Linked DNA regions of Ovis aries: region 2 is linked to region 1. The links are chromatin contacts, called in public Hi-C maps. All regions are on one chromosome and are shown on one strand. The core of a region is the stretch at or near the end of the contact, and the rest is flanking DNA. Distances in the headings are between cores, read along the strand shown. Region 1 overlaps LIPC (lipase C, hepatic type). Region 2 has its middle 130 kb from the start of LIPC.

The links. Hi-C and Micro-C count contacts between places; a contact is called where the count stands out from the background.
Region 2: a contact with region 1 is called in a Hi-C map of liver, with 4 times the contacts expected there. The contact joins two enhancer-like sites. A contact is called at or near these places in 3 of 16 Hi-C or Micro-C datasets (blood and liver).

What each region holds. Positions count from the first base shown.
Region 1 is chr7:49,991,633-49,998,562 of ARS-UI_Ramb_v3.0, forward strand. LIPC (lipase C, hepatic type) reads right to left here. Exons shown (of 11, transcript XM_042252391.1): 3 at 3,638-3,770. All of the region lies in intron 3 of LOC121819974 (a long non-coding RNA gene), which reads left to right. Among named protein-coding and RNA genes, the nearest start is that of LIPC, 24 kb to the right of the region's middle. Within about 2 kb of position 4,064, at least 1 of the 54 cell types and tissues checked has an H3K27ac peak or open chromatin away from gene starts, as enhancers often do. A contact at or near this core is called in liver, where this site is marked.
Region 2 is chr7:50,142,479-50,149,408 of ARS-UI_Ramb_v3.0, forward strand. No RefSeq gene overlaps it. Among named protein-coding and RNA genes, the nearest start is that of LIPC, 130 kb to the left of the region's middle. Within about 2 kb of position 3,888, at least 27 of the 54 cell types and tissues checked have an H3K27ac peak or open chromatin away from gene starts, as enhancers often do. A contact at or near this core is called in liver, where this site is marked.

The DNA.
Region 1 (6,930 bases), core at 2,814-5,313:
CCTTCCTTATATGGGAGCGCTGGCCCGGGCTATAAAACCCCTTCCCCACCCCTCACACCTCGCAGACTCCGCAGACTCCCCCGCAGACTTCCCCCACAGACTCCCCCGCAGACTCCCCCGCAGACTCCCTTTACCCCGCTGACTCCCTTTGCTTCGCAGACCCCCCCACCCCCTCGCTCCCTTGCTTATCCGCCCCCGGGAGTTCTGCCCGAGAGTGACCGCCCAATAAAAGGCCCTGAACAACGGTTCATGGGGGTGGTTCCTTCTTCCTGCTGCGTTTCTTACACTCAGTAGTAACCATAGCAGTTGTTTACAACTCTGACCAAAAGAACTGTTTTGGAGGAGGTGTTAATTTTTATCGCTGTCATTATTTAGAATCGTGATGATGAGAAGTTTTTATTACTGTCACATTCTCTATGGATGATGGCCCCCTTACTGCCCTCTGGCAGTGCAGGCAGTTCCTGTCTTCCTGCCCCTGGTCAACCTGATTCGTCAGTAAGCTTGTGGGGAGCAGGGGCAGCCGTGCACTCCACGTTGTTCAGTGTCTGCTGCACAAACAAAGCAGTTCTGAGTGAGGGCCTTGGCGGGACCTCTAAGGTTGACTCCCTTTCCCTATAGCTGAGGCCGGTTTTCTTTGTGTAGTCCAAAGTAACATTTTACAACAAATTCAATACAGAAACAGATGAAAAAAAGCCCAGCCCTGTTTATTAAGCCAAACATGAAAAAAGTAGCAGAATTTCTTTGTGACCCAGTGTCACTCTTCTGACTCATTTTTCATTGTTATTTGGCAAATACCAGTTATTCCTCACAATATAGTGTTTCATATGCTAACATGTGATGAGTTTGTTGTTATTATTCAAAACATTAAAAAGTGTTCTCCATTTTAGTCTCTAATACGGTAAATACTGATAGCTGTGTTCCACATAAAAAAGATCTCTTTGGAATTGTGACTAATTTTTGAGAGTGTAACGGGGCCTTCTGGGAAGCTGAGAATTTCTGTACTGGTGCGCCGCCTTCAATGTGGCAGATGCCTATGTACACTGGTTAAATGAGTGAGGGACTGATGGATGGGCTTCAGCTGCTTCTGGGATGTGGAGGCTGTGGCGGGAATTGCAGGGAGGGGCCAGGCTCCTGAGGCAGTGCTGGTGGATATCACTGGGCGGTGGGGGCTGCCAGGGTCTAGGAGCACTGGCTACCATTTAAGCAGTGTTGGCCTCAGGAGTCGGGTCTGGGGATGAGGGTAATGGAGGCTCTGTGTCCTAGGGTCTTCAGGATGCTCACTGTATCTTCTTTCCCTTGGCATTGGTGGACAGGAATTACCCAATATTCCTCTCCTGGGAGAGGAACTGAGCAGAATGGATTTCTAGGGATCCATGGCTGTTAAACCATGAGGTGAGAGCACAATGGCCAGAACCCTATAGCATTAAGCAGATAGATCCAGTCTAGGGACCTCTTGCTCCTCTTGTGGAATCTCCGGAAAGTCGTTATTCTGCTGTCTGACTCCACCACAAGGTGAAGGTGGGGTAAAATGTTTGTGCAAAGTCTGGCATATACTGGGTGTACAGTACATTAGTGGGTCCATTAGCAATGTCATCAATAATAATAAAAAGAAGTAAGCTGGGAGGTCTGGGGTTAAGGAGGAAGGATCCCATGGGAGTTCTTCCTGGTATATGGACACTTGGTCCTGAATAATTCATTGCTGTGGGGGCTGTCCTGTCCACTGTAGCATGGTTAGCAATATCCCCGGCTTCTAAGCCCTACTTGCCAATAGCACTGTCTCCCTGGTTCTGACAGCCAAAAACATCCCCTGGGGGGCAGTTTGGGAAACTATCCTACAAGGCATAGATACTCAACCTTCTAGGGCTCCGTTGTGGGGTACCTGGTTGCCTGCAGTGCCCTGGGAAGAGAAAGATGTCACACCAGCCTAGTGCACACAGATCTGACTCACTCCCGGCAGAAAAAATTCTGCCAAGATGTTCTGCTCTCAAGGAAACAAAAAGCTTCCTGTCTCTGATCCTTTTCTCTGAAGAACCTTCCTGCTAATGGAAACTTCCCTCAGCATTTGGCAAGCCAGGACCCTGGGGAAGCAGTAGCTGACCTGCACAGGCTTTGCTGAGAGAAATGTGGCTAATACCCAGCAACCCCGGGGGAGGCTGTCCTGCCTTTCATCCTTCACCTTGACTCTAATGGCATCCAACCCCCAAGTCTCTACTGAAACATCTGGTCTAATCAGAAGCAGAACAAATAAACCAAAGGTGGTATATTCCTACAGCAGGATGCTACAGTGACCTGAGTGAATGTGTCATACTACATGTAATTGCATAATGTTGAGTGAAAGAAGCCCAGAACAAAAAGAGCACGTATTATATGCAACCATTACTGAAAAGCTCCAAAAAGTCAAAATAATCTATGTTAAGGCTCCAGGGATGCGTGTGCAAGGGATGCTCCTGGGATGCTGGCTTAGGTTGTGAAAATTCATTGAGCACTTTATGATACAGGTATTTTTTGAGATATATGTTATGCTTCGATAAGAAATTAAAAACATTCTGGGCCAAAGGGCAGGAAAGGCCCTTCACCAATATCCTTGTGAACACAGGGAGGAAAAATCATGAACAATTCTGCCTGCATGGCTCTAAGTTATTATTAACATTTTTGGACTCAGTTTTGTAAGTGAGATGATGTATGCAAAATAACTAACCTGGTAGTTGACATACAAAATGCTCAATGAATGGTAATAATTAATACTGCTAATAAGTTATTAACTGACCTAATATACAGAATAATGATTAAATACAAAGAATAGCCTTTTTTTTCTTCAAGGAGAAAAAAGATATTCTGGAGTTTTCAGGTATGTCTTTGGGTAGTAAGCTTCTAATTCTTTTTGGAGCTCCCTCCAGTCATAGTCTTAGAGGAAAGAAAAACCAGTAACCAACACAAAAATAAAGTCCCAAAGCCCTGTCTCATTTGGCCAAAGTGTTCAGTTCACTTCAGATCCATCATGTATTGATCCAATGCACTCTTTAGCCAGGAACCTGTGATCCATCTGCCTAATCAAGCATTTGGATCACCTTGACCATCAACCTATGAATTTCCAGAACAAATAGGTGTGACTGCTTAGTCTCAGGGTAAAACTTTGACAGAAAAAGTGAGGTTTAGAAAATGTGCAATGATAGCTCCGTGTTCAACCTGACTGGAAAGAAGATTCTACAAATTCCTCTCTTCTGAGAAAGCCAGCAATTAGAAAACCTCAGCAAGATAGAAGGTTTCATTACAAGCTGTTCTCTTCAACTGCAAATTAGACACCAAATTAACTCTCAGGAAGATCTGAGACTCTTTCAGATTATTTGCCACCAAAGAAATCTTAGCCTGACTATTTCTGAATCAGATATGAGAGAGACTTCATCGCTTTGAGAAGACTTCTACTCCTAGAGCGGTTTCCTAAAATTTAAATTTCAAAATTTTCCGAAACGCCTACAAACAGCTACACGTCCCTATGACCTGTGATGCCGATCATAGAATCACCTAATACACTGTGAAGCAAACTCTATCAGACATAATCAAAAGGCGTGGATTCACTGCAATGTACATTTAAAGAAGAAAGTCCATGCCCATCTCTGGAGAAAAGGCAGGCTCTTACCTGGTCTCAGGCTTTGTCCATGAGCACTTGATTGGATCAAGATGCACAAAAACAAGAAGATAGAGACATACAGGGGATTTTCCATTTCTCCTGTTTCACCTGGGGTCCGAGGTCCTCTTGCTAATTTCTGAAGCTAAAGAGACAAGATTGCCTATTGATACTTTGTTAGGGAAGACTGTCCATTAATAATTAACCTTTTAAACATGTTCTCTGGTGTTCAGACTCTTTCCTTCCTACACCCAACCCCCAAATCTAAATCTGCCTCATACAAAAAAAGAGAAGAAGATTGATTTACAGAAGTATTTTTTATCCTGATACATTTTGAAAATAAAATATCTTGTCATGTACTCTTGCCTTCCAGGGCCAAGGTCACAGTTCCAAATGCATCAGTTTGAAGTTAATATGTTTGGAAATTCTGTCAAAGGTCAGGGATAGGTGGCTTCCACAGAGTTGCCTAAGTCTCTCTCTGACAGCACTGTAAAGGGGATACAGGCAGTGGTATTTCAAATGCAGACTAAACTCAAAGAGAAAGGAAAGGACTCTGCTATGAGGAGAGCCCCCATGGGGTCTGTTTTCTGTTGAGTTTAGCAAAACTACTGGTCCTGTGGTCAAAGAGTGATGGGCAAAATTTCTATAACTGAAAGGGGCAGAAAACCTCTAATGTCAGTGTAAAAAGGAGTTGGTAAAGGAGCAAAGATGCAGAACTGGATGCTTTTGCTGGGGGCCGCTTTGCAAAATGAGTAAGCACACTCTTTCCTCCTGTGTATTAATGGAGCTCTAACTGTGTAGAGGACTGAGAGGTAAGGCTACTTGGCGAAACCAGACAGGGGAAACGCTACCATGTTTCTCATGTAATATTCTGTGGTAAACTTTATTCACTTTTTTCAACTTTAAAAAAAGTACCTATTACATGCCAGGCACTGTTCTGGTACTTGGGATGAACAAGTGAACAATACAGACCAAGATTCCAGTCTGTGTGGTATTTATATACCATGGGAGACAGGAGGAGTCAGATAAGAGACAACAGGTATAATACATAAGAGATTTATGTAGATTGGTAGAATACGATCTGAGTGACAGGAGAAGGAAAAGTTGGCTGAGGTAAGGGGGTTGGGGAAGGTAGTGATTTTAAACAGAATGGTTAGGGTGAACCTTGTTGGGAAGTTGAATTCTGAGCAAGGCTCTGAGGGAATTGCCCCTGTGGACATGTTGAGGAGGCGAGCGTCAGGTGGTTAGAACAGCCAGTGCGGCCAGTGCAAAGGCCTGAAGCAGGAGCATGCCTGGAATGTTCCAGGAACAGCAAGGAGGCCGGTGACTAGGGAAGCATCATTAAAAGGACTTTGGCTTTTATACTGTGAGATATGGGGACTCACTCTGAGCAGAAGAGTGATATAATTTTTATAATATTTGTAAAAGATCATTCTAGTTTACAAGACTAGGAACAGATTACTAGCAAACTAGGATGCAAGTGGTGAGATCTGTTAGGAGGCTATCACAGTGATCCAGCGAGAGGGGATGGTGCCTTAGTTCAGCATGGTCAAAGTGGAATTGGGGAGTGATGGATGGATGGCAGATGTATTTTGAAGGTAGATGCAACAGGATTTCCTGACTACTGGGGTGAAGAGAAAGAAGAGTTGGAGATGACTTCAAGGACTTTGGTTTGAGCAGGTGGGACAGTGGTGTTGCTATTAGCTGAGACGGGAAAGGCTGTGAGTGGAGCAGAGTTAGTGGTAGAAGATCATAAATTCAGTTTTGGCTAGGTGGAGTCTGAGATGCCTCTTAGACATCCAAGTTGAAAAGTTGGGCAGGTATTTAGCTAACTTGATGATCACTGCCTGGATGAAATGAACTGAGAAGGACCTTCATTTGGTCCTATTAGTTTGGACAGACTGAGCCCAGGGCAAAGCTTAAGACTGGGCTGTCTGGTGGCTGCACCTCCTTCTGGAGGTCTATGGCATGGAGACCTTCTAGTCGGATGCATGATTCCTGAGCAGAGGCTTCTGTGCTGGCTTTTTGGCTGGCTCCGTCCTACCTGCACTGTTAAGCAGGATCTGAAGGTTCCACTTTACTAATTTCCCAGAAAGCTGGAACCTAAAACAGCTGACTATCTACTTAGCTCCTCTCCCCTGAGCCTACCTCATTTCTTGTCTTCTGGGTACTGCCAAGAACCAACTCTACTCCCGACCTCACTCTGCAGATTAACTCACCAAGACACTGGTGAATCCACGTGCCCCAAGATCCTGGGTCTTCTACCAACTAGCTGTGCACAATGCTACTAACCTTCATGAGTTCCATCTCTTCATCTGTAAAGTAAGAGAACATGCGCCAGAGATAATACTTTGAGATATCAATAATATATTTCTCCCAAACTCTCCCTCACACCCTCCCTCTCATCTAAGAAGAGTAAAGTAGACAGAGGGCTATAAGTCTTTTGTCTTCCTGAAGCTTCAGTTCAGTCCAGTCACTCAGTCATGTCTGACTCTTTGAGACCCCATGAATCACAGCACACCAGACCTCCCTGTCCATCACCAACTCCCAGAGTTTAGCCAAACTCATGTTCATTGAGTTGGTGATGCCATCCAATCATCTCATCCTCTGTCGTCCCCTTCTCCTCCCACCCTCAATATTTCCTAGCATCAGGGCCTTTACCAGTGAGTCAACTCTTCACATGAGGTGGCCAAAGTACTGGAGTTTCAGCTTTAACATCATTCCTTCCAAAGAACACCCAGGACTGATCTCCTTTAGAATGGACTGGCTGGATCTCCTTGCAGTCCAAGGGACTCTCAACAGTCTTCTCCAACACCACAGTTCAAAAGCATCCATTCTTCGGCGCTCAGCTTTCTTCACAGTCCAACTCTCACATCCATACATGACTACTGGAAAAACCATAGCCTTGACTAGACGGACCTTTGTTGACAAAGCAATGTCTCTGCTTTTGAATATGCTATCTAGGTTGGTCATAACTTTTCTTCCAAGGAGTAAGCGTCTTTTAATTTCATGGCTGCAGTCACCATCTGCAGTGGTTTTGGAGCCCCCCAAAATAAAGTCTGACACTGTTTCCACTGTTTGCCCATCTATTTCCCATGAAGTGATGGGACCAGATGCCATGATCTTCGTTTTCTGAATGTTGAGCTTTAAGCCAACTTTTTCACTCTCCACTTTCACTTTCATCAAGAGGCCCTTTAGTTCCTCTTGACTTTCTGCCATAAGGGTGGTGTCATGTGCATATCTGAGGTTATTGATATTTCTCCCGGCAATCTTGATTCCAGCTTGTGCTTCTTCCAGCCCAGCGT
Region 2 (6,930 bases), core at 2,638-5,137, 150 kb after region 1:
AGCTGTTCTTGCCACTAGAATCTTTGAAGATGTCTCTTTCTGTATCCTCCTCCATGGGTTCATTCAGTTCCCTTTTCAGTCACTGAGCTTCTTTCCCATACATTCTTCTCCTGTGTAACTACTAGTTATTTTCTATTGTTTGCTAACAAAACACCTTAATGTGATTCACCTTAGGACACAATATGATTAAGGACCGTGAGCCACCAAGCAGTGTTATAGTAAGTGATGTCAGTAACATCAGTCAAACTTAGTTCCACAAGCTGGAGACGTAGTATCAAGCAGGCGAGAAGGCTGTCCTCATCCCAACTAGTGTTCAGAACCACAGAAGAAACGATCTGACACAGCAGATTGAACATGACTCCACTTGTGTTTCTCTTTCAAAGTTGGATCAGAAATCTGATTCTGCACAAGAAACTTCTCAGAGACAGAGGGTGCCACACTGATACAGCCATTAATTCCCTTCAGCTAGCCTAAACAGAGTAGAGAGGCTGAAGTCATTCGGTAGAATTATTCCTCCTTTCCTATATTTTCTGTTGCCTCTTTTAATTTTTGAATAATTTAAAATCATTTCAGCGTTTCAGCATATATATAGCAAACAACACAATTGGGGTATCAATGCACTTTGCAGGACTATGTTCAGCAGCTTTTAACAAAAAAGGAAAAAGAGTGACTTTAAAAACTTAATTTTTCTGCCACAAGAAGTTTGGAGGGAGGCAGTCCAAAACAGATGTAATATCACAGAAATGCCTGCAAGGACCAGATTCCTCTCTTGCTTCTCCTCTACCCTTAGCATCACTTTAAGTGGTTTCAATCCTCATGATGTGAAGATGGCTGCTGCCACCATCACCATTAATATACTACATAGGAAGAAGACAGAAAAGGGCCTTTAACACACACAGAATCTTGTTGTTTTTGTTTTATTGCATCAAGAAGCCATTCGCTGAGACTTTTGCCCACCCTTTGGAAGGATGACATTACCAACCTCATCAAAATTGTTGTTGTTTAGTTGCTAACTTGTGTCTGACTCTTTCACAACCCCATGGACTAAAGCCTGCCAGGCTCTCTGTTCATGGGATTCTCCAGGCAAGAATACCCAAGTGGATTGCCATTCCCTTTTCCAGAGGATCTACCTGATCTAGGGATTAATGAGGAAGAGACAGTGGATATTGGGCAAGTGATCCACTGATGTCTGCTTCCATCTACTACCAGGATTTAAAAGATATTAATATTTTGCAAATTTTCTTCATTATTTGTTTTCTTTTAAAGATATAAAACATTACAAATAAAGCTAAAGACTCATCTCCATCTCTTTTTCCTCCCTTCCATCCCACAGATAACCATTAACCTTAGGTTGGTGTATCTAACTCCTAGAGGGATTTTTTAATATGTTCACCACATAAAGAGGTTTGGTTTCTGATAACACTGGGATAGGTATTTCAAGCCCTTCCTTGTGATAAATGCCTGTAAATATGATCTAGAATATATAGAGATATGTATACATAGATATTTTCCTCCAAATTATATTTTAAAACCTAGTAAAAATGTTATTGCAGCCATGAAATTAAAAGACGTTTACTCCTTGGAAGAAAAATTATGACCAACCTAGATAGCATATTCAAAAGCAGAGACATTACTTTGCCGACTAAGGTCTGTCTAGTCAAGGCTATGGTTTTTCCTGTGGTCATGTATGGATGTGAGAGTTGGACTGTGAAGAAGGCTGAGTGCCGAAGAATTGATGCGTTTGAGCTGTGGTGTTGAAGAAGACTCTTGAGAGTCCCTTGGACTGCAAGGAGATCCAACCAACCCATTCTGAAGGAGATCAGCCCTGGGATTGCTTTGGAAGGAATGATGCTAAAGCTGAGACTCCAGTACTTTGGCCGCCTCATGCAAAGAGTTGACTCATTGGAAAAGACTCTGCTGCTGGGAGGGATTGGGGGCAGGAGGAGAAGGGGATGACAGAGGATGAGATGGCTGGATGGCATCACTGATTCGATGGATGTGAGTCTGAGTGAACTCCGGGAGTTGGTGATGGACAGGGAGTCCCGGCGTGCTGCGATTCATGGGGTCACAAAGAATCGGACACGACTGAGCGACTAAACTGAACTGGATTTGAGTTCAGGGCAGATTTACTTCTGATTTCTTTTCCCGTAAGGGTGTAGCCTTTTGAAACCAGGTTGATAATGAAGAGGGTTTTCTATTAGATTCCCAGGATCAGAGTGAGCCTTGGGCCATTGCTTCCTTTTTTTCACTCTTATGCTGTTGTTCAGGGTCAGTCGTGTCTGACTCTTTGCAACCCCATGGACACCAGGCTTCCCTGTCCTTCACTATCTCCCAGAGTTTGCTCAAACTCATGTACATTTGGTGATGCTATCCAACTATCTTCTCGTTAGTCTCCCCCTTTTCCTATTGCCCTCAATCTTTCCCAGCATCAGGGTCTTGTTCAATGAGTTGGCTCTTCCCATCAGGTGGCCAAAGTATTGGAGCTTCAGCTTTAGCTTCAGTTCTTCCAATAAATATTCAGGGTTGATTTCCTTTAGGATTGACTGGTTTGATCTCCTTGCTGTCCAAGGGATTCTCACTCTGTGAGGCCGCAAAGAGTCAGACACAACTTAGCGAGTGAACAACAATGAGGCCGCTGAGATGGAAGCCCAAATTTGTGTGGGTCAACCAAAGCCGTGTGGGCAGAAACAGCTTCAAGGCTCAGATCTCCTACTTGCATAAGTGAACTACCTATTGTGAAGGCAAGGACAAATTAACACCAAAAGATTTACTAATACTGGCAATTTCTCAGGCATATTTTCCCTACCTTATGATTTCCTCCCTTCTGTATTCTCTGAAATTTACGGTTCGCCTAATTTCTTTGTATCATTTCTTAGTTCATTTTTTCTTTATAATTTCTTCTTTATAAGTATTGCTTTATCTACATTCTCAAACTTTTGATATATAGTATTTTATTATGATTTAGGGGAGCCTGGTGGGCTGCCGTCTCTGGGGTCGCATAGAGTCGGACATGACTGAAGCGACTTAGCAGCAGCAGCAGCAGTTCTAAAACATTTCTAGTATCTTTGACCAAATTGCATATGTGTGTGTGTATATATATATATATGTGTACATATATGTATATATATGTATATATATACACACACACGTAAGAAATAGATGATGCATTCAGAAAAGTACATAATTATGAAAGAATAGCTATATAAATTGTTCTCAGAATGAACATATTCATGTAAATACCATCCAAATCAGAAAGTAAAACAAAGATCTTAATCTTTGTCTTTTCATTCAATTGTTTAGTCCCTTTACATTTAAGGTCGTTTCTTCTAAGTTACAAAATTTCTTTTAAGCATACTTATAAGTTTTTCTTTTAGAATTGTTTTACCATCAGAAATTATTATAGTTTAAGCCCCATAATTTTATTTAACAACACTTCCTCATGAAGGATTACCTATTTGTGAATATTTGAACTTTGGATCATGAATTCGTGTTCAGCATGGTTTCTCTGTAAGAATGCCAGGCAAACTAGGTATAGGAAATATTCGTTCACAATGTTTTTGTGCTTATTTCTGCTGAGTAATGTAAATTTGATCCCTTAATAAGGAAGAGGGCAGGGATTTTGGTTTCTCAGTAGTACTAGTCTGGGTCTAGTCAGGAGACAGAAATCACAAAATAATTTAAATAAGTTAGTTTAAGGAGCTATTAAGCTATGATAAGAGAGTAACTAAAAAGATGTAAAGAGAAGGCTGAAAGGAAGGACAAACTTAGGCTGGGGTCCCAACCCCAAGGCTGGGGTTCAGACCTCATTGGTAATATGTGGTTAAGCTCACAGGAAGACCAGGAAGCTCACAGGGCTGGCTAGACTCAAGCAGGTGCACAGTTCTTGGGCAGGCAGGAAAGAGCTCTCTGGGGTACAGGCGATATCAAGGCTGTTATGTGTGTGCACACAAGGATTTGAATGCCACTGTGGGCAAGAAGTCTGGAGCACTTGGTGCCTCTGCTGGGAGGGCCATGGAAAGGTGGTCTCCAGGCCTGGACTGGGGCACTGAGGTCACTGAAAGGCTGGGCAGAACACAACTGGGTGTGACTACACACCCACGCTGCTGACGCAGCATGCAACAAGAGCAAGAGCGAGCCAAACCCAGCATACAGGAACCAGGAAGAGAAGCCCCCTTCCTCCTGCAGTGTCCCTCCAGCGCCCTCTGCTGACAAAGTATTGTATCACGCTTACTGTAAAGGAGAAATGCTTCAGGCTCCAATCCATCTGTTAACAGTCCAGGTACTCAAAGGTGAAATTGTAACTGAGAGGCAATATATTGCTAAGCGCGCCATCAGGACTGACATTTTTCCTTATCCAGAATATGGGTGAAGACACTGCCTTGATCTCTGTGCCAGTGGGCACATTATTGTTAGTCTGCCTTTCTCTGAAGAGGCTGCCTTTTGAAAGTCCTGCCTTTAGATAGGGGTCCTCTTCCCACTCCCCACCTAAGGTGGACTCAGGACGTGGGCTTTAAAACCCAAACTCACTGGGAGCATATCAGTATCACCTCACCCAGCTGAGTCGTTGCTTTGTTACTGTATCACTTGTGCACATGTGCTGAGTCACTTCAGTGGTGTCCGACTCTTGGTGACCCGTGGACTGTAGCCCACCAGGCTCCTCTGTCCGTGGGATTCTCCAGGCAGGAATACTGGAGTGGGTTGCCATGCCCTCCGTCCAGGGGAATCTCCCCAGCCCAGGGACTGAACCCACGTCTCTTACGTCTCCTGCATTTGTAGGCGGGTTCTTCACCACTAGCATCATCGTATCACTTACACAGTACTTTCTTTTATGTTCTTTCTATCGTGGGAGCACTTGGGAGTTTCTCTTCCTTGTTGTGAGCTCAGTGGTGCACTAAAAACAGAGGGACACACGTTATACCCAGAGTTCCTAGGTGGTCCCAAAGGGAAGGTTTTCAGTCTGCATTAGCCTGGCTGTTAACAATATCATTCTTGTTCTTTCTTCAGTTTTCTTTTGAACTTTCTGGTAACTTCTCAGGAGATGTGCTAAAAGGTTTTAAGTATAAATAAAATAATCTTTATTACAAACTGCATGATACTAAAAGTACATTGATTGATGATGGCTGCTAATTTCACATGATTATTGAGTTAGGGTATCTTAGGCATGTGGAGTGTCCCATGTGATTGTCAGGTATGCATTTTAAAAACACTCCAGAGATGGATTCATTCTGACAAGGGAGGATTTTTAACTTCCACTTCCTGGTTCTGCATACTTTGGTGGGTGTGTAACCAATTTCCATTTCATCAGTTACATAAGATGTCACTTATTTCATTCTTAATAACTGGAACCATATATCTGATTTATTTCAGCAATATATTAACATAACATATAGGTTGTGCTGTGAATTGGCCTTCTCCTTCATCTAATTTTAGAGGTTGGTGTATTACTCTACTAGAGAAACTAATGCTCTGTAAATTTAAATAGGTATCCTCCTCTGAGCTCCTGACACATTTTTGTCTAGCTCTAGACTACATTGCAGGCTTCTCTAGTGGCTCAGAAGGTAAAAAATTTGCCTGCAATGCAGGAGACTCGAGTTCAATCCCTGGGTCAGGAAGATTCTCTGTATAAGGGAATGGCAACCCACTCCAGTATTCTTGCCTGGAAAATTCCATGAACAAAGGAGCCTGGTGGGCTTCAGTCCGTGGGGTCACAAAGAGTCGGACATGACTGAGCAACTAACAGATAGATAGACGCACACACACAGACTACACTGCATATCAATTGATTGTAATTTTTGATTGCTTGTCTAACATTTCCTTTATACTAAGAGATCTTTAAGGATGGAGTTTTGTTATCATCCCCACGGTCTAGCACAGTTGATAAAGGAGATGACAATAAAATATTTGTTGAATAAATACATTTTTGCCTAGGGCCATACAGGTAGGAGTAACTCAGCATAATATATTTGGGGAACCACCGTACTCAAAGAGTTTAGCTGGAGCAAAAGGCATGTGAGGGGATTGTAGCTGTGTAAGCAGAATCCACATCTTGGCTACCTTGTGTATTGTGCTAAAGTTTGGGAATCTTCCTAAGGGCATGGGGAGCCATTCAAGAGTTTCTGGAAGGAGACCTAATCAGACACACATTTTAGAAAGATTATTCTGTTGGTTTCACGCAGACCATGTCACTGCATAAATGGCTCTCATCAAATATTGGTGGAATGAGAATGCATGAAATAATGAATTAGCGTGCTGCGGCTTGGTACGAGTGAATTTTCCTTTGGTTTTATTGTCTGAGACAGAATGCTTGCTTGGAAGGTGTCAAAGGTTGAATTGTGTCTCCTCCCCTAACTCAATTCATATCTTGAAGCCCTCGTGCCCAGAACCTCAGAATGTGACTGTATTGGAGATATGGCCCCATAAGGGCATCGGGGTAGGCCCCAATCCAATCTGACTCATATTCTTCTAAGGAGAGATTAGGACACACAGACATCAGGGCGCGCATGCACAGAGGGACAGCCTTGTGAAGAGGCAGTGAGAAGCCAAAGACACGGGCCTCCCAACTCTGGCAACACCTTGGTCTTGAGCTTCCAACCTCCATAGCTGTGAGGAAATAAACTTCTGTTGTTTAAGCCATCCAGCCTGGAATTTTGTTATGCCAGCTCTAGCAGACTAATAGAGAAGGCTTTACAGGCTGGCCAGTGTAGCAAAGTTTGATTTCAATTATGCAATAAAATGTTACCTGCTATAGTCACCGTATTTTACATTAGATCTTCTCATGTGGTAATACCTGAGTAGTTCGACAATAAAAAGGATCTTTAAGTATCATTGGGAAATCAATGATTTCAACTCTATTGTAATGTGTGAAATAACAATAAAAATGAAAAGATATTATTGCAGCTAAAGGGCTTATGATTACTAAAATTTACAAAA